Regions from separate parts of the Mus musculus genome. Here region 2 is linked to region 1. The links are chromatin contacts, called in public ChIA-PET maps. All regions are on one chromosome and are shown on one strand. The core of a region is the stretch at or near the end of the contact, and the rest is flanking DNA. Distances in the headings are between cores, read along the strand shown.

Region 1 (5,615 bases), core at 1,825-4,324:
GGATGTCTGGTGATGTGGGAGGTCCTCGTGAGTGCATGTCATGGTACTGCCAGTCCTTTGCTTGGGACACAGCTCTTTCTTACACTGTCTGTTTATACTGTGAGTTGCCTGTCTGTGCCAACTCTGAACCCAGGTTCCTCTTGATTAAGTGCATTGCGTTTGCACTCTTGATCGCTGAGCCATTTCTCCAGCCCCCGTCCTTTTGTTTTGATGCTGAGAGTTAGAAAGCTAGAACAGCCAAAGCTCAGTTTTCTTTCCAATGAGTGCTAAGTGCTGTTTGGTGCCTTACACACAGAGTCAGTAAAGCTCGGGCTCCATGATTTTCCCTGGGGAAGGATTAGAAACTCCTAGGGCTTTGCAGAGGAGAAATGAAAGTGAATGAATGGCTGGACTGCTTCTCTGTTCTTGTGCAAAAGACCACGGCCGTGGAAGCTAACTGGGGGAGCTCCAGGTGGGGCAAAGCCAAGAGCCAGAGATAGAATATGGGGATGCCCAGTGCACCCCAGTACATTGTATGGTACCCCCAAACAGTACTGGGGAGCAGAGTGTCCTGCCCGAGGAGACCTTTAAAAGGTGGTTGGTAGTGTGTCTACAGTGACCCTGTCCTGATTCCTGCTGCTCCCTCTCAGGTCTCAGTTCAGTCAGGGCTCACCCTTTTAGGAACCTGAGAGCTAATCTTGGATATGATGGTGATGACGAGAAAGGGATTCTCAGGTCTTGATTGTCATTTGTATGATGCATTCTCCTAAGAAATGGCTTGCTAGCTGGGCATACCCCCGCACCTACGATGCCAACTGCTAATGTGTTCAATGTGTCTCAGCTACCTAATTGAGTTCCAGGACAACCCAAGTTACAAAGTAAGGCCCCTCAGGAACAAACAGTGAAGTTCAGCAGTGCCCTTCGATCTGGTCACTTGGTCATTTACCCTCACCTCACTGACAGCCTGAACCAGGGTTTCAGGGTAACAGGAAGGAAAGCTGCTCTGGACTTGATACCCTGGGGGAAGGTGAGAGGCCAGCCACTCAGCTTGAGGGAGGGATCTGCTCTATGCTTGTGTGTGTGTGTGTGTGTGAGAGAGAGAGAGAGAGAGAGAGAGATATGTGTGTGTGTATGTGTGAGTGACAGAGAGAGAGATGTGTGTGTGTGTGTGTGTGTGAGTGAGAGAGTGTGTGAGTGAGTGAGAGAGAGAGAGAGAGAGAGCAGGCAGGGGGCAAGAACGCTCCTGGCTGTCAGCTGAGACTTTGAAGACAAGGGCAAGAGCCAGTTAAGAGCAGGACACTGGGGATGGGATGTTTATTGTCTGTGTGACTCCAGGCAAGTCATTTCAGTCTGTGCTTCCTGGTTCAAGGAATGGGAAAGACAGGGTTTCTCTGTGTAGCCCTGGCTGTCCTGGAACTCACTCTGTAGACCAGGCTGGCCTCGAACTCAGAAATCTACCTGCCTCTGTCTCCCGAGTGCTGGGATTAAAGGTGTGCATCACCACGCCAGGCTTCTATGGGGTTTTTTGTGTGGACTTGATTAGGTACCATGGTCAACGAAAGGGACCTTTTAATAGAGTGACAAAATACAGTGTTTTCTCATCAACAAAGACCGTAACTGAATTTGGTTTCTTTCTCTTGTCGTTAATTTAACAGTCTATCAGTTTTTTTCCTTCAGAACAAATAGGTTAATATTTGAAGCTTATTTCTAATCTAAATCACCTCAGATTTTTTTCTGATATTTCTTCCTTTGCCAAGTAAAGGAAAACTGAGTTATTGAACAGTTGTAAAATGTGGGCCATAGTTTTCAAGGCTGCTACTGGGGTAGGATGGCAAGGCAAATAGATATGCAGAGAATATTTGTAGGTTGTTAAATTGTGTGTTGTTTATCATAGAGGGCTGCTCTTTGATTACTGAGGAAGTAACTCTTGGCAATTCATTAATTTGCATAGTTTGTTGGGTTTGTTGAGGGTTGATTGAGTGACTCTGAGCTCTAAATGTTGTGTTGAGAAAGAATCTTGGTAGACAACTTCCAAATTGGATCTTTTGCTTCTAATGAATTTTCGCCATGAATTAGGCAGGTTAAAATCGTAGTTGTACTGCCTACGAGTTTGCTGGCTTTGGAAATGGTCCCTAACCTCGCAGAACCAGACCTCAGATTCTGATTCTGTTGGCTGATCCAGAAGACAGAAGGGGTGGGGTGGGGGTTTGCCTAGTGCAGGAGGGGAGTTGTCCACAGCCCTTGGGCTTCCATCAGTCTGTCCTTTCACCTGGTGGGCACAGTGTGAGGCCAGGCTGTCCCTCCTCTGTGAGGAGCTCCTGGCCCGTGAGCACCTCCAGACAGCAGTATTGACTTTGATCCTGTAGGAGTTGTGTGTCTTGTGAAGTCCCTGCGATTTCCCATATGGCCATAGAGCTCCTGAAGGAAGAGAAGAAAGGAGGCATCAGAGGAGGAATATTATTAGCATGTGTGTGCTTGGACAGCTTGTAGGAGGATGGCTTTTTAGCCTACATGCTCTTGTGAGGGTTTTTATGGTTCATTGAAAAACTGATGCAAAGAGTTTGTCCTCAGCTGTTAAGATATTCGAGCGGCTAGAAGTCAGCGCGTTGACTGTCTGTGTGTCTAGCAAGTCTGTATAGAAGGGTGTTGGATGAAGAGTGCACTCCAACGTCAGGTGACTGACTCAGCAATGCCCTAAGCTTCATTTGTTTCCAACATGTGATCATTTTTAGGACTGTCAAAGGTTCATGTGAAACACTCTAGGTAGTGTGCGCTGCACCACGTGACCAAAATATTTTCCCCTGGCTGCTTCAGAGGCTGACTGTCGCTTCTCAACAATTTTACTTGTTGGGCATCCTGCCAAGACGTTTAAGACAGCCCCTTACGTGAGCCTCCGTTCTTAACCTCACACTGAAGTGCCGCGACCTTCACATATGTAGATTAGCCATGTGTTCTGTGAATTGAAACTGCCGCCTCAGGAAGAAAGCGGCTTTCTTTATTCCAGTGGGAATTTGACAGCTATTCATCCCTGACCTGGGCAGAGGTAATGCAAGGAGATTGGACTCACATGGAGCATGGACAGATAACTCAGGCGTGTGCTGGTGCGCTGGTACGGAAGACTCTCCAGGTCCTGCGGTGTGGGCACTGGCAGAAGTGTTATGCAGACACTCAGTGTCCCTGTGGAAAGGACCCTTTCCGTTGTGGGCATCTCTAATCCATGCTGAATAGCCTTTCCAAATTAAGGTTTTGTTGTTGTTGTTGTTTTGTGGGGTTTTTTTTTTTTTTTGCCTTTTTTCTCCCCCCTTCCTTTCCCCTGCCCTCTCTCATTTGTTTGTTTATTTATTATTCATTTATTTGAGACAACAATCTCACCATGCAGTACAGACTGGCTAGTCTAGAATCCACTGGCTTTCCACTGTTTCCTGAGTGCTGGGATCACACAGGCAAGTGCCTGTGTCTGGGCTTTGAAATAATTGCTGAATTTTTGTTTTTTGTTTTTTTTCCTTCCCTATAGATATTTGAAAACAAAATGCTTTTCTTTTGTCTTTTGTCTTTGTTTTGTTTTTTGTTGTTGTTAAAACAAAATGCCTTTCATACAGTGGACCATATGGGTTATGTGTATTTCATACAGGCAAGCCTTTCAAAGATACACGGTTTTGGACCTCGGGGAGGTGTGCTGTACACGTCTGAAGTGAGCTCGTATGGTTTTCCTCACTGGAGAGTTTTATATTGATGAATGCAATTAATGAGCCGTGGGTTTTTATTAGGTAAGAGTAGTTTGAAAGCGTGTCTCTCTGTCTTCTTAGTCAGTGTCTGTGGAGTCACGGCTCTGCACGGGTGGCAGCTGAGGTACTTGATGGGCTTGGCATGGTAGAGCATTCAGAAGGCACAGTTCTCATTGTGCGATTAATAGATCTGAAGTGGCACTCGAATGAGTTCTTGGCGGAAGGCGGGGGTCTGGGCGGTGTGGCGCTTGTAAGTGGCCTTGTGTGGCTCTCAGGCAGAGCCCTTCCTATGAACACTCTGCTTTATGGCATGGGTCAGAGCCTGGCTGTCCCAGTGGGTTCAGAAGGGCTCACTCCTCTGTGGGCCTGGTAGACCAAGGAGAGGAAAAGCTGCCCTTCTGACCTGAGGAGAACTTGCTTCTTTCTACTGGGGAGGGAGTGGGGGGATCATTTTTACAAACTGAGAAAAGTGGTTGTGACGACATCTGCTTTCAGAGCAGTGGGGCCCTGGTCTCCAGGTCGCTGGGCTCACGTGTGCCCAGCCTCTGTGTGTCGCTGTGGATTGGGAGCAGGGGCACACCTCCAGAATGAGGTGAACAGAGGTGGGGTGCTGGCAGTTGGCATGCAGGAGGAAGGAGGGATTGCTCCCTGTGCTGGGTGAAGTAGCAAGGTGGCTATGTAATTAAGGTCAGAGTGGCTGCATGCAGAGTGGTCGGTCCTCCCAGGGGAAGATGTACACACACCTGAGGGAGAGCAGCCGGCCAGGCGCAGAGAGAAATGTCACAGGTCACAGTGAGTCAACAGCTGAGCCTTCCATGGGTTTAAAAAAGTGTCCTGCTGAGAATGGTAAGTTATGTCATAGTCAGGAGTGATTGGTCAAACTTTTAAGAAAAAAAATCTACTTTTATTTTCTTGGCTTCTCAGATTAAAAAAGGCAGGTTTATGGAAAGACAGGAGAGTCATACAGAATAGTGTCATCATAAACCCCAGTGCTGTCTGAGTGACTGCAGCAGAGCTGTGAGGACGGCTGATGGCCTGGCGAAGCGTAGAGCGCGTCCCTCTGGTAGTCCATGTGGCCATGGGCTCTGCATGTGGATGTGCTTCTAGGATGTAGGCGTGCAGGGTGAGTTGTTTTGCATACGAAGATGGATGATGCACTGGACAGTGTCTCAGGTCTCTTCTCTTACGTACAAGGCCAGTAGCTGTGAATCCAAGACAGTAGGAAGGAGGAGATTGGCAGATCGGCGGTACGGAAGGGGCTTTGCAGAATTGTGATAAAAGTGGACTGTGGGCAGCTGGAAGGCGAAGTGCGTGTTAAAGGAGTCAGCAGAGTGCAGTATATCGTTGCATCCATTATGGGTACAGTGAGCTGCCACGAGGGTGTAAATGTCAGCCAGACAGCAAAATTCGCACAGTTTAGAAAAATCACTCAGTTGGAAAAAGGCTTGCCCTACAAACAGAAGGAAGTAGGTTTGATCCCCGGAACCTGTGTAGAAGTTAATGGCTGCCATGGTGAACTTTTGTCCTCGCGTGAGGGAGGCAGAGACAGGGAGCTCCCTGGGATTCACCAGGCAGCCAGTCTGGCTTAGTGGAAGAGCACCATGCCACCGAGGAACCCCGTTATAATAAAGAAGGTGGAGGGTTTTACTGAAGATGACATGCAAGGTTATCCTCATGTCCCACAACATCCCCACACATGTGCACACAGTTTGAGAGAGAGGAAAGAATCAGGATGATGACTAGTGAGAGACAGCATGAGAGAAGCCTCCCACTTCCTGGAGAGGCTCTTTGTGAGGTAATCATGCCTGCCTTTGCTGTGGCCGCACAGCCTCTCACAGCACAGTTTATGGTTGTTTGAAAGCTCTCAGTTGACAGTAGAACACTCCCTTGCTTTGCTGGATGCTGCCTGGG
Region 2 (6,020 bases), core at 1,344-3,843, 160 kb after region 1:
TCTCTCTTGCCTGGAGAAATGTAGTCAGTAAAATAAAACCAAGCATGCCTTCAGCGTTTGCAGAGAGCGCACAGCAAAGCAATGCGAGCAGAGTGGCCATGAAGCACCCTCGCTCGATACACGGTCCTGAAGAAATGCATACATGTCTGAACACTAATGCAGGGCTGTGTGCTCACATTTAGCAGACACATTTAAGCATTGATGCTAGCGGTGGTTTGCCTTTTAGTTAACTGCATGGACCTCACTTAACGGGTGCTTCAGTGTTCCAGTAAGTGACTGTGACCCTGAGGCTCAGCCCAGGCCTGGGCATGCTCTGGAGGTGCTCGCTCTGCCCCTGAGCAGCGGTGGTTTGCTGTCAGGTCCCTCAGCCTGTGGATTCCCATGCAGTGAACCTTTAGCCTGTAAACTGTGCTCAGGTGTGGCCTCGCCTGTTAGACTCTCATGTATGTTGACTTCTATTGTCAGGTGCATGGACTCTATCGTCAATAAAACTCACACATCCCCCGGATGTGGCTGCAGAGCCCTTAGATCTTCTAAGAATGGCCAGGCCTGGCTCCACTGGGGTGAGAGGGCAGAGCTGCCCACTTGTCATATTTCAGCCACATCCACCTACTGAGACTACACTAGGGGTGAGTTCTGAGCACCTGCCACCCCATCTTACCTCCAGCTCTTCTGTCAGTGTTTGTTAGTTTCTGGCATTTTTCCTTTAGTCTTTTATCCTACAGGATGATCAAGGGACAGCAGAGGGCATAGAAATGGTCACAAACTTTTCCCTTAGTAGTTTTAAATACAAACTTTATTTCAGTTCCAATCTGTCTAATACAGTTATTTTTGTTAAGCTTCCAGAGTGTGATTGTCAAGGTCAGAGCACCCCACAGTGACCTTAGCACGAGGGACATGTTAGGGGCTGGACATGCAGCTTTAAACCTCTGTCTGTCACTCACTTGAGTGAGTTGCTGGATTTCCTTGTATTTCCATTTCCTCACATGTAAAATGGCAAGAGGGCGTTAAGTCTCCATTAGGATTAACTGAGGTTGCCAGCAAAGGAAAGGCATGCTCTTGCTGGACTAAAGAGTCTTCAGGGCCACTGGGTGTGGTTATCTGGACTGAAGACCAACACTGTTCTTCTCCAGGAAATTTACCTCGGAGCAGAACAGTAGTAAAGGTGCCCAGAGGCACGGTGGCTACAGAGCACCAGCAGTGTGCAAGGCACTAACAAACAAAAGGGACCTCTGTTTCCTGCTGCCACTAGACCTTCAGTGTCCTTTCCCTGCAGTGGCTTTCAAGGCCAGGGCACTTGTTTGGTGTAGGTGTCAGCTGTATCTCACGTGCTGAGTTGTCTCGTGTTGTTCTCTTCCCTGTGTGAGATGTGGATGGTAGCCTGGGCGCAGGAAAGCGCCCTTCCCGGTCCTTCCTCTGACTGTTTTTCTTGACTCAAGGATTATTTTTTCTTTCTATGACCTCATCAATTTAAGTTGAATAGTACATGTATTAAAAATTCTGTGATTCCTTTTAAGTAAAATTGTGATATTAACGTAATTAATCTATAGTGGATTAGAGAACAAGAACCAGAGAATTGAGCGAGCGTTGGTGGTATGTTGGAGGATGGTAGAATATTGTGGGATTGGCCAAAGCCTGCTAGGCTTAATGTTGGTAGACATGAATGACCTGCTCCAAGAAAATCTGTTATGTGGGAAATTGAGATTTGTCAGTATTTTTGTGGCTGGCAGTAGAGGGGCCAAGGATTAGCTGTAGTCTTGCTAGTAGCAGCACACTGAAGGCTGGTGGGAAGTGAGCAGGGGGAGGGAGTAACAGTCCTGGATGCTCCTGGTGTAGGGATGAGGAAGCACTCGCTGGTGTTAACATGGCTGAATGTGAGGGAGAGCATCTGTCACCTCAAGTGAGGTGACTCAGGGTCTGTGCCTTCTTCAGCATACTTGGGTGCTTACAACGTGTATATTACATATTGAGAGGGGACAAAGGACCGAAGGGTGTACCCCGCCTTTCCATGACCCTGTTTCATGTTCCCTAGTGTAAGCAGAGCAACATGCTTGTCTCTACAGCAGGTGGTTGTGCTGGAGATACTTAGGAAGACCCGAGGAGGTCTGCTGCCCGCCAGCCCTGGTGTCTCACTTCCCATGTGTCTGAACGCAATTGTTTGCCTCAGTCCCCAAAGACAGCTTGGCTTTGTGTGAGCAGAGCGGTCCATGTGCCTGAGCCATCCTCACACAGTTGTGCATGCTAAACCACTGCAAGGGATCGTGGCTTATTGCTTAAGTCCTGTGCATCTGGCGTTGGTATCATCGCCACCTCTTACCCCGCTGAGGAGAACAACAGGTGTTAGTCATGACAGCCACCCCTTTCTTTCCACCAGAGACCAGTGCTGAAAATGAAACTGGATTCTCCGGCTTTCTGTGCTGTGTCCTGCTCTAGAGCTTGGGCTCATGGTTCCTGCAGGAGCTGCAGGGAGCTGACTGTTCTAGGCTCACAGGCTCGCTCATTGTCCCAGTTTATCCCTTTCACTCTCCACCCCCACCTTTGTCCCGAGAACAAGGGAACGGTGGGTGTTTCGGTTTCCTCTGGTTGTTTCAGCGCCTCCTTGGAGTCTTTCATGACCATCGTTTGTGGTTCAGCATTGTTCATTTTTGGTACTGAGATAGGTACTGAGGTGTGCATTCTCAGCTGCCTGTGAACTTGCTTGGTAGCAAGGACAGGGTCCTCATCTTACCATCTCTGTCTACCAAGTACATGCATCACCACAGCCAGCAATCCTTAGTACTTTTGATGCTTTGATGCTCCCACTCTGCTTCCCTTTCTCCTGGCTAGTCTCTTCTGCTAGTCAGTAATGGGAAAGATGTACACTGAGATGTTAGTGTTCTGCTTCATAGTGGAGAAGACCCAGGTAGGGTGGAAGATGGTGACAGTGCAGTTTAATAGCAATAATTAATCCATGTGTTTGTCAGCATCAGAAAGTTGTAGGGAGACACACTGGCTGTGTGACACAATGCTCTCCTGACACAATTGAAACTTTTGTATCATTATGAAAGTGCCACTAATCAAAGCCTCAGGTGCATACATTTTTATTTCTCTCCAGTGTACATATGAAGCTGAGTGGCTGGGTGGCAGGGTGGCTGGGTAGGGCCAAATGACTACACATTTCTACACCTCCATTTCCTCTCCTATGACATAGAGATAGTGCTCCACATCTCAGCACTGACATGCCCACACAGCATGCTCACAGGAGCGCACCAGCAGGATGCCACACACAGCATTCAGTGCTGGCTGCTTGATTCTCCCTCCTCTGAGGACTGTCCTGCACTTCTGCCCTGTGGGAGGATGGTCGGAAGCCACCCTCCAGTACTTCAGCAGATGTGGCTCTGGATGCTCTTTACCCCCGGTACAATTTTTGCCGATTTTTTTTTAACCTTTTAATGAATAATGTGAAATGTCTTGGAAGGCAGCTCTGCCCTATGTTGCCAACACACCCATTAAATTTCTTATACAGCAGACTTTAAAGGCTAATTCAGTGCTCTGGTAGTGCATGTGCCACCATGCCAATCACAGACTTGCTTCTTTGGTGAGCAAGAATAAGAATCTGTCCTTAAGAGTCTAGGGTAGAGTAAATTGTAGTGTGTGTGCGCGTGTGTGCGTGTGTATGCGTGTGTATGCACTTGCATGCTGTGTGGTGTGTATGTGTGACTATGTGCAGTGTATGTGAGTGTGTGTTTCTGTGTGTTTGTGTGTGTGGTGTGTGTGTGTGTGTGTGTGTGTGTGTGTATCTGTGTGTGTTTGTGTGTGTATCTGTGTGTGTGATGTATATGTGTATGTATCTGTATGTGTCTGCGAATGTGTGTTACTATGTATCAGACCAATGATCATGTGCATATTGGGCATGCAATCTACTGAGTTACGTTCCTTGGCTATTAACACTTAATTCTTGTTTTAGGGTTTTGTTCTTTTATACTTACTAATGATAGTTAAGTGTCATTAGTGGCTTTTCATGACTAGTCATATTCATAGCCACAGAGATCAATGATGTTGATGACTGTGGCCCTACTTGGGAGCCGGGTGCTCTTGCACGCATGTGCTGCCTATCACCTCATCTAATCTTCATGGCATTCCTGCTCTTAGAGCCTAAGAGTAAGTTGTCATCGATGCCCAGCCAATAGGCAGAACAGATGCAAAATTGCCACCCTTAGAGGCTGGTTCTGCAGCCTCACTGTGTTCTACAGCATTTGCGATTTCCACTAGGAAATAGAGATGAATCTCTATAGTCATGCAGGATTAGCCACCAAATTATGAGACATGGTTTAGATACATCACAATTGTATATCGTATACTTCTTTTAATTTCAGTAACTCAAAAGGGCACATTGATGAATACTGTGTTGGGTACTCATTTTTCATTTATTTTAATTAGAAGTTCCTAGTGTGTTTATGAACATAAGTATACTAATAAATTCTGTGTTCTGATTATGTCCTAATTTGAGGCACTTCAAAAGTTCTGTTGGAATTAAGTGAAGTGTTTGTAGTCTGCACTTTATTGTGTACCTTAATTTACTTCTCAAGAACATGCTTGCTTGTGGATATATGCATGTTAAAATTCTTAATTTTGAAAATTAGCCAGAAATATGTAAAAATGTTGCAATCCTAATTTAATAGTAAAGAAAGCAATATTTTTTCAAAATCAACAATCTAATGAGCAGCATGAACCATGGCTACAGCATCTGGTTTACAGTTTAATTTTCTCCCAGTGGGAATATTTTGTGTACAGTATATGATGCAGTGTACAGTGTATGATGCCGTGTACAGTATATGATCCTGTGCACTTTACCTATAGTTTATAATAAGCAGGATCTATAGCTCGACACTGTACTCAGTTTGCATGTCCATTTTGAATTCCCTGACTATTTTTCCTGCTGACCTTTACCTGGAGCAGACACTGGTGTCTGCGTGCTCAGGCTCCAGTAGCCTTTACTGGGAAAGCTCATGGGATATGGCAGATATTGTGGTTCAGGACAGCCAGGACTGCACAGAGGAACCCTGTCTCGAAAGACCAAAGCGGGGAAAGTCACAAGAAAAGAAAAGTAAAATCGTTCTGTTTTAACCACTCCCCATAAAGCGCAGGAAGCGCATTGCTGCCCTCTTGTTTTCATAGCCTTTGACTAGCAGTGAACTCATTTGTCCCATAGTGAGTCTTCCTTATGTTTGCTGTATGGGGTACAGAGGCCAGCACAGGTAGGTATAAGGGGAAGCCAGGCACTGATTGCAGAGGGGCTATGGAGGGCAGCGTTTGGTACCAGATTACAGTAGTTTTGGATTTTACAGGATCATCAGTTAAAAAAAAAAAAAAAACCATTTATTCAGTGACTAGAGAGGCAAGACTTGTGGCTGGGCCTGCCACGGAGCTGAAGCTTTACTGTGTGTTTAGCCACTTCTATCGGGAGTGGGTTTATGTGTAATAGCACATAGTGGATATCTATAGATCCATTGCTAATCAGATAGAAATGCAAGACAGGAGGTGGTGTGCTGGACCTGGTTTTATGTTTTAGTATAATACAGGCTGGAGAGCTTTGCCTTCCTGTTCCAGAAAGGTTTTCTGTTAGCTATGCTGTGATGCTGATCACTAAGGACTGTTTCCTGTTAAGTTGGCTGTTGTGTGACTTTAGATTACCTTACACACAGGTGGCGTGGGTATAAGCTGTGTTACGTCTCTCAGGACATAGCGCTGCATCTTGAAAGCTCTCTGAGCACAGGAAGATGCAGCGTCAGCTATGCAAAGATGGAGGCGAGCACAAGGTTTAAACTGTGGTGACGTTTTTTTCATAGAATTTTCTGTTCATTTTGAGACAGTTTGAAGTAGAGGTGGTAGAAGCGGTGACAGATTCTTCCCTCCTGAGCCAGTGAACTTGAAGGGATGTGACAGACCATGTATTTACAGTAGCTAGAGCCACTTGGACACTGCTTATCTTGTGGGCTGCTCTGTGTTCTCCATGCTCGGCAGCTCTCATCAGCTAGGTC

Evidence for each region. ChIA-PET counts read pairs in DNA pulled down with a chosen protein or histone mark.
Region 2: a contact with region 1 is called in an RNA polymerase II ChIA-PET map of memory CD8 T cells, with 6 read pairs. The contact joins two enhancer-like sites. A contact is called at or near these places in 16 of 484 Hi-C or Micro-C datasets (B cells, the BV-2 cell line, the C10 cell line and 10 more) and 8 of 115 datasets of contacts at active chromatin or transcription factors (the HPC-7 cell line, bone marrow-derived macrophages, embryonic basal ganglia and 5 more).

The regions. Positions count from the first base shown.
Region 1 is chr17:5,004,532-5,010,146 of GRCm38.p6, forward strand. All of the region lies in intron 1 of Arid1b (AT rich interactive domain 1B (SWI-like)), which reads left to right. Among named protein-coding and RNA genes, the nearest start is that of Arid1b, 12 kb to the left of the region's middle. Within about 2 kb of position 3,075, at least 93 of the 459 cell types and tissues checked have an H3K27ac peak or open chromatin away from gene starts, as enhancers often do. A contact at or near this core is called in memory CD8 T cells, where this site is marked.
Region 2 is chr17:5,163,123-5,169,142 of GRCm38.p6, forward strand. All of the region lies in intron 4 of Arid1b (AT rich interactive domain 1B (SWI-like)), which reads left to right. Among named protein-coding and RNA genes, the nearest start is that of Gm34854, 58 kb to the right of the region's middle. Within about 2 kb of position 2,594, at least 47 of the 459 cell types and tissues checked have an H3K27ac peak or open chromatin away from gene starts, as enhancers often do. A contact at or near this core is called in memory CD8 T cells, where this site is marked.